Linked DNA regions of Zea mays: regions 2 and 3 are each linked to region 1. The links are chromatin contacts, called in public Hi-C maps. All regions are on one chromosome and are shown on one strand. Each heading gives the region's core, a stretch centred on a gene start, on an enhancer-like site or on the middle of the called end of the contact. The rest is flanking DNA. Distances are from core to core; before and after follow the strand shown. Region 1 holds the start of LOC100275578. Region 2 holds the start of LOC100283394 (ubiquitin-protein ligase/ zinc ion binding protein). Region 3 has its middle 36 kb from the start of LOC103654516.

Region 1 (2,681 bases), core at 134-2,633:
AATTGGTCTGTATCTTGCTTCACCTGCCAACGAAAAGTAGCTAAGGATCACTGCAGCCATTCATAAGCACTAACTGAGAAACATAAAAGAGAAACTAATCGATCCCAAAAACTGGAGAGGAACAGGTTAGAGAACTTTGAAGCACCATATAATCTAATAATATATAGAAATCACAAACACAAGTGAAATGTTGCATTCTGGAAAATGGTGATAGCATCACAAACTAAAAAAAGAATAATTATTTCAGCGAGCTGATGTCACTATGAATGAGCTAACAAATTCAGTTTGATGCATACCTTCCACTCCTTCTGTGGCAGCCCATGGACCTTGGAAGATCGTCCGTCCCTCGAAGTATCTAGCATTTCAAGAAACTCAGAGACTTCTTTTGCCCGCGTTTCAGCAATGAGATCGATGTCACCTGAAAGAGGACACGCAAAAGCACTAGTCAAGAAACACTGAGCAGACAACCATTTTTACATGTAGGCCAGCAAATACGCTACCACAATCAAGGCCTTCAGGTAGCACTAGCGCCCCTACCTTCTCTAATCAGACCATAAAGGCTCAAACGGATCATTGAAAAGAAGAAACGGTACAATCATCAGTGCCATTAATATGCTCATACTCAGTCCAAGAAATAGATGAACCACGCGAGCTGAGCAGAGGAAGTAAAGAGAGCAAGCAAGCACCTTGATCGGAGCCGGGCAGGGACGACGCCAGGATCTGCTTCTTCACCAGCGCCCTGAGCGAGGCCTCCTCCGCGAGGTCGGGCATCGCCAGCGTCCGGTCCAGCCGATCCCGCAGCTCCAGGATCCGCTTCCTCTTCTCCATGGCCGGCGGCAGCCGCTACCAGGAACCTCCAGCTCCTCCGCCCCGCCCTCCCACCTAGCACGCCCCACGACACGACTCTGAAGATGAGGAACTTCTCCAAAGGACAAAGAGGTTAAAATCGCCAGATCGATCAAGCAGGTGAGGCGCAGAAACTAATGTCCCAGTCCCTCCCCCCTTTTTGCACTGTTCCCTGCCGAAGAAAAAGGATCGGAATTTCGGGGTCCCGGATAGGAAAACGCGAGCTTTTATGCCGATGCTCGTGCGTCTCCAGCTATGAAAGGCGGCCGCGGAGCCTCGAGAGTATTTTCCCGAAAGAATCTATCCTAACCCCATACAGTCGGGCTCACGCTGCGGCGGAAGCGAGAACAGGAGAGGAGAGAGCGGCGTCCAAGAAGGACGGGGATTTCGGCCGGCCGAAAGATCCGCGGTCAGTTGGGCGGGGGGCGGGAGCGGGAGTCGCTCACCGCAGGCGAGGACGTCGGGGATGCAACCGGAGACGAAAGACGGGGGAGGAGAGATCACAGAAGTAGCAGACGGCCGCGGAGGGAGGACTGGTAGACTGCTGAATTGCTGATGGTGCTCGGGGAGTCGGGGCTGGGGCCCGCGTGGCCAACAGGCTGATTCCAACAATGCCCCCTGTCATCTCCCATGCTTCTATTCATTTTTAAATACTTCACCTCTTTCATTTCTCTCTATGTCTCTCCCTCTTCAACTATTCTCTTTATTCAGTTTCAGCCCCTTTACCCATTAACTGAGCTATTTACCTTATATACATCATTTTCCAAAGTTTAAAAAAATTATATAATATTTATAGTACCGTAATAAATATTGTTATCAGCTAATTAAATATGAAAAAGATTAATTACGTACTTAATAGCAGTGATTAGTGAATTGGGGAGATTCTGAATAGAGGCGGAGGAGGGTGGACCCTTGGAGCCGGCCGGAGCCGGAGCCCAGGGCACTCTACAGTGAAGTGAATTGAATAGATACAATGGCTAGAGAGAGAGAGAGAGGAAAACAGGCAGAGCCATTGCTCTCGTGTTCTGTTCAAAGTGGCGACTGCCGGAAGCCCCTGTTTGGCCACCCAAACGACCGACGGGAACGGTGATGCTACTGACCAGTGACATGTTAAAGGCGGCCACCACTGTTAGACATAAATAGTCATACTGTTTTCTCGGCTGGACATAGTAGATTTTCAAATATAAATAATATGATAGGTCATCTGATGAGGTCAATCTTACATCCCAAATAAAAATTACGAAGGAATTTTGAAGGATTCAAATCATGTAGAAAAATTTAACTATCCTTTAGAACAAATGATTAAGTTTTTATAAATCATGTAAAACTTCTATGGAATGGACCATTGTAGTTAGATTTTGGAGGATTTTTAACATGAGGTCCAACCTATTGAAAATTTTTCTATGTAATGCAAGTGTCATTCAACTCTTGATTTGTATATTTTTTGTTTCTATCCCTGTGTTTTACCAATGCTGTAATCCAAAGAAGTCCGTAGTGTTTAAAGTATGAACGATGTGATAGATCTTCTGATGATGTCAATCTTACAGCCTAGGTAAGAACAGTACACAAAGTCAGATAACATATTACAATGTACAGTCAAATAACGTATTGATGTAGATAGGAACTGGTGGCCAAGGTTGGAAGATGGAACACGGGTGTCGTTTGGTTCACGAAATGTAACGTAAATAGTAATGGTATTGATTCACACTTGAATACCGGCGGTAACAAGTTTAAATAAGTCGGTATCCATTTTTAGTATGATATCGATTACGATTGGATTTAAACAAACATAATGTAACGTTATTGGTTTGGTTACTCATTACATTAACAATATG
Region 2 (2,681 bases), core at 70-2,569, 170 kb after region 1:
TGTCAGAATTGGATCTATACATGAGTGAGGGCCTAGTGAAGGCTAATGAAAGTGATGCACCATTTAATGCCTTATCATGGTGGAAGGGTCAAGTGACAAATTTCCCTATTCTTTCTACCCTTGCTCGTGATGTACTATCAATGCAGGTGTCAACTGTTGCTTCAGAGTCGGCATTTAGCTCTGGTGGACGCGTGGTTGATGCCTTTCGTTCGAAGCTTAAATCTGAAATTATTGAAGCCTTGGTTTGTACTAAGGATTGGAAGATTGCTTCAGAGAAAGGTTTCATTTTATTGTGCATGTGTTCTTGTATTTCTCTATGACTAAATGATGATGATGGTTATTGATATGTTTTGTTGTTCTCTATTGGTTTCAGATTTGGAGTGTGAAATAAAAACTATAGCTGAAGCTATGAATGCTATGGAGGTGGACGATGATGTTGCGACTTGAGATCTTCAAACAAGCATGGATTGCTTGCACTATTTTATGCCATTTGAAAACTACCTTTTATTGTAATAGTCTATTGTGTTGAACTATCTTGTGCTATGTTAGACTCTTGTGTGATGTGAACTTATCGCTATTATATTTGAACTATTGTGTTAGACTATTGTATGCTATGAACTTATTGTTATATTGTCTTGTTGATCTATGGTCTATGTAATGCTATATTGTATGATGTGTTGAATGATGAGAACTTACTGCTATATTATCATGTTGGACTATTGTGTTGTATGATGTGAACTTATTGCTATATTGTCATGTTAGAATATTACATTCCATAATGTAAACTTATTGTTATATTGTCATGATGGACTATTATGTTGCACGATGTAACTATTTTATGCACCAACTGAATTATAGTGAATGATAATCAATGTATGCATTATCCGATAAGTACCCGGTATCTGCATGTATCCGGCTACACAATATCTGTATTCGTCCCTTAGTATGCGCCCGTTTTCACCCCTAGCGGTATCCGCACCGCACGACTCCGCCACTCGACTCCCCCCCCCCCCCCCCCCCCCCCCCCCCCCCGTGGCGCCCCCCTACCTGCCCCCGTCAGGTCCCTAGTGTCAGTGACGGAAGAATTGCGCGGGAAACCCGCTAGTCGATCCCGCGCTCCCGTCCCGTTGTCGCGTCCCTACCCGCCACCACGGCATCCCGACGCGGTTACGAGAAATCCTACTCCACTCCACTGGCCTGTGGCCCCAAAGTCGTCAGTGTATTATAGTCCCACTAGTCATCCGCAGTAATGAAGCGCGGCGGGTGGCTGTCCACTCACCCCAGCCCGCGCATAAACCCACGCACGGCTACACAACCCATGTGACCGTTGTGCTTGCGGCTTCGCTCGTTCCCCTCCACCACTCCGTCTCCTTCCTATTGCTGAGTGCGGCACCCTTGCCTATAATAAACCCCGCCGCACGCCCGCACCGGAGAAGAAAGCTCCCAAGTCCCAATCCACGTTCCTCGCCCCCTGCCGCTCCGGAGAGTCATGGCCACCGCCGTTTCCACCCCCGCGGACCTGTCGCCCACGCCTGCCCCGAGACGGCGGGGCCGGCCGCCGAAGAACCCCGCCCCAGCCGAGGCCCCAGGCAGCCCGGCGGACCAAGCGGAGGTGATTGGGGACTACGAGCGCGAGAGGGACGCGAGGATCCGGGAGAACATGGAGCGGATGCAGAAGCTCGGCATCCTCGACCTCGCGCACACCCTCAGCCACTGCGCCGCCGCCTCGGGTCTGGGTACCGGCAGCGGGCGGTGGCGCCGGAAGCCCGTGGAGCCGGGGTCTGCTGGTGGGGCCAGGGTGAAGCCCGCGTCGCCGGCGCCCTCGCGGAGATCGCTCAGGTACAGCACTGATCGTCTTGTACTGTATATAATGTAGTTTGAATATGGTTACGTGCTGGAGATAGTTAATGGCGTTAACTCCTAGTGCTCCCCACGAGGCACTACACAGTTTGCAGTTCTGCTTTCTGCTCCAAATTTGTTTGCCACATGTCAACGAAATATAGGTTTAATAAACAGTGGATGTAGATGTTCTGCAATCGTACCCCATTGGATCTTTCATGACATTAGCAGTAATCTTTTCGAAACCATTTTTTGTTTTTTTAGGTTGAAGGACGTGGAACCGGTTACCTATCGTGAAATTGAGCCAAAGAAAGAGAAACGCTCTGAAGGTGGCAAAACTGTTTTAATGGAGGTGGGAGCCAAGGAAGAAATATACACTGAAGAGCATGACAAGCTTTTGGGTACATGCAACACTCCTTGGACTCTCTTTGTTGATGGTTATGGCAAAGATGGAAAACGCATTTATGATCAAGTGAGGGGTCAAACCTGTCATCAGTGCCGGTATGTTTCTACTCGAATAACTATTTTTTGAATCAGATGCCTTTGCCATTTGTTATGCTTATCTTTTTTTGAAGGATGAACTTAGTAATCTACTGTGTGACATTTTATATAGAAAAATGAACAAAATACTTACATTACAACTTTAATAACAGTATAACAATGCAATTTTTGTTCTTCTCAATCTCAAGATCATTATTTATATATTGGAACTGTTGGAGTATAAGTGAATTGTCCCTTCACTCTATCAGCTAAAGTTTTTTGTTTGAATTGGTTGATGCATTTAATTAAAATGGTATTAAAGACAGTTCTCCTGGTTAGCGCAATAATAAAATTTGGTGCTT
Region 3 (2,681 bases), core at 125-2,624, 170 kb before region 1:
GTCTAAGAGGCCGTTTGGGACGGCTCTCTCGCGGCTCCAGCTCCGGCTCCGCGACGGAGCTCTTCCAAACGAGTCTGCTGAAATGGCTCTTTAAAGAGAGCAGAAGCCAGTTTAGCTCCTAAGAGCCGGAGCCTAAAAAACCTGCTCTCGCACCGGCTCCTCGCCCATTCCAGTGCGTAGGCACCACGTGCAGCCTCTCCCACCACGCGCAGCCTCTCGTTGGCGTTCAGTAAAGAGCTATTTTGCCAAACGATTTGTAAAAGACATCGGCTCCGGCAGAGAAGCTGCTCCTTTAAAAGAGCAACAGTTGGAGCCAGTTTTAGAGGAGCCAGAGCCCTCCCAAACAGGGCCTAAATCGTCTGGAATGGACCACCCAAAAAGAGCAGCAAGAAACTGTACATGACTATGGGAAGCGGTTGTTTAAAAAGCTTGGCGTAGTCATCCAGAGTTTGTCGGCTGATCCCATCATTCTCATTAATAGTCTGCAAGGCTCTCATGGCTTTCTTAGGGCTTGTTCGGTTAGCTCTCAATCCATGTGGATTGAGTGGGATTGGGTGGGTTTAAATCCCAACCAAGTCTAATTTCTTCACAATTTTTTCCAATCCCATCCAATCCATAGCTAATGGGATTAACCGAACAAGGCCTTAGTGGATATTTTTCCCCAATCTTGTAATTTGAACTCCACTCCCACCCCCGTTACTCGTCGACTGCGTCACGGAGCGGGCTGAGAGACAATATGCTGGCGTTTGGAGCATGAAGGAACCAACAGGATGTTGAAACCTTTTGCGTTAATTTGCTGATGAACTGTCCACGAGCCCCGAGCTCATCTTCCAACGGAACCGCCTCTGCAGCTACAACGTCCAAGACAGAGGTCTCAGACGGAGTCGTAGGATCAACTGCCACGTCCGCAGATGAAGACTGAAACGAGGGGTTAGAAAGGGGTACTCCGTCTTCTGGCAGATCCACCGCCATGGCCGAATTTAAATTGTCTTCAATCTCCAAGGCTTTAGGAGTGATTTCTGTATCTCCAACATTTAATGAGGCCTGGGCATCAAACACAGCTGGCGACAGACCAAGAGACCCCTCGAGTGTCCCCAAGTTAAATGCTGGTGATGTTGTGTCTTCATGGCTCCCAGGAAGGTTTGAATTCCATAATAATGAGTCATATGCCTTATCATGACCTTAAACCAAACTGCGTTTTGTGTGATCATTGCTTTCACCTAAAGGGCCAAGATGATCCAGAGCAGAATGACGGCCACCTGCCGGTGTTGGAGGTGGCAGTCGAGACTAATCAAAAGCTGGTGAAGGTCCTTGTCCATCCGCACTGTCACGTCGGCCACCTGACTGTGGTGGTGGTGGTGGAGGGCCTGAACCGAAGCCGCCAGACCAGAGAGCGACATACCAGAGGTTCGCCACTTTGTATACTAGCGCTCTAACTCCATGGTCGTCGCTCTCAACAGCATGAAACGGCTCAACGATCCACAAATCCCTTGAAGAAGGAATGATATTTGGATTGCAGCACCATGCCAAACATCGAAAACATGCAAGATTATCAATGGATTGAGTGTCTTCATGCATTTGATATACCCAAGCAAAGGGACTTAGCAGCTGCTCAGCTGTAGATAGCTCCCAGGCATGGGCAGGGATTCCTTTGAACTCTACCTCAATCAACTCTGGCATCTCAATCCTGCTGTTGTCATAAGGCGCGACCATCTCTTGCAAATTACCGTGAGAGAACTTGTTCTCATCACATCCCACCTTTTGATCAGGTGATCCACCATGCTAAGTTCTGGAAGAAAAAGTAGGAAACTAGACGAGGAATAATGGCGAATCACCAGAGAATCTTGTGAAACGTCAAGCTTCAGCGCAATCAACTCCGCCACTTCAGAAACAGACACCTAGTCACGGCTTGCCACAACAACAGATAGGATCACCGCGTGTTGTAGGTCTTCCTCTGCCTTACTCATATGAGAATTCCAGGTAATATGCAAGGGAGATGCTCAAGACTAGAAGGAGAGGAGGGCATTGGCCGAGCAGGCATCTTGCTAGCACTAGAACCAACCACAGATGATTTAGCCTGACCTCTAGTCGATCGACGTCGCTTGCGCAGACACTTCCGACGAGGTTGAGCCACATCATCTCCAACATTTGGTGCTGCTGGTTGAGACAAATCCTCCAATGGAGCCTCTGCAGCCAGCCCCTTGTGCTTCGATGAAGAATCCATAGAGCCTCCTCCACCGATACGCTTCCATGCACACCGACACTCTTGGATGATCCCGTATTGCAGGGCACTTCTCTATCCCTGATAAGCGGCTCCACACTGAACCCGAACGCTGAAGTTGTTCTGGCCAGGCCGAGCTCTTGCACGGGCATAAATAAGAACGATGACCCAAACCATGACAACAGAAGCATCTTGGAGGGCAGCGACACTGGAAGGCGAAATGATCCATCGCCAGGCAGTTGAAGCATCGCCCAACCAGGTGCGACGGAACGGGCTTGCGAAGCCAAGGCGTCGTCGCGTTAGCCCTTTGCCTTCGCGAACCCCGGGAGATAACTTTGATCCAACCCATCGCCTTTAGCCGCAAATGAGCGCTCCTGGAGTTTGACCGGCTGCCACACTTTTCGTAACACAGCTGGCAAGATCGACCGACTTCAATGAGCCAGAGCAATCATCGACGTCT

What was found. A called contact is a pair of places that touch in the nucleus more often than the background predicts.
Region 2: a Hi-C map of ear shows a contact between it and region 1, with 2.2 times the contacts expected there. The contact joins the promoter of LOC100283394 here to the promoter of LOC100275578 in region 1. A contact is called at or near these places in 3 of 25 Hi-C or Micro-C datasets (ear, leaf and tassel).
Region 3: a contact with region 1 is called in a Hi-C map of leaf, with 4 times the contacts expected there. The contact joins the enhancer-like site here to the promoter of LOC100275578 in region 1. A contact is called at or near these places in 3 of 25 Hi-C or Micro-C datasets (ear, leaf and tassel).

The regions. Positions count from the first base shown.
Region 1 is chr4:206,717,874-206,720,554 of Zm-B73-REFERENCE-NAM-5.0, reverse strand. It overlaps LOC100275578, which reads right to left and starts at 1,383. Exons shown (of 11, transcript NM_001149629.3): 1 at 1,293-1,383; 2 at 687-882; 3 at 297-418; 4 at 1-23. The coding sequence starts at 828.
Region 2 is chr4:206,549,111-206,551,791 of Zm-B73-REFERENCE-NAM-5.0, reverse strand. It overlaps LOC100283394 (ubiquitin-protein ligase/ zinc ion binding protein), which reads left to right and starts at 1,319. Exons shown (of 5, transcript NM_001156295.2): 1 at 1,319-1,839; 2 at 2,104-2,340. The coding sequence starts at 1,490.
Region 3 is chr4:206,884,909-206,887,589 of Zm-B73-REFERENCE-NAM-5.0, reverse strand. No RefSeq gene overlaps it. Among protein-coding and RNA genes, the nearest start is that of LOC103654516, 36 kb to the left of the region's middle. Within about 2 kb of position 1,374, at least 5 of the 20 cell types and tissues checked have an H3K27ac peak or open chromatin away from gene starts, as enhancers often do. A contact at or near this core is called in leaf, where this site is marked.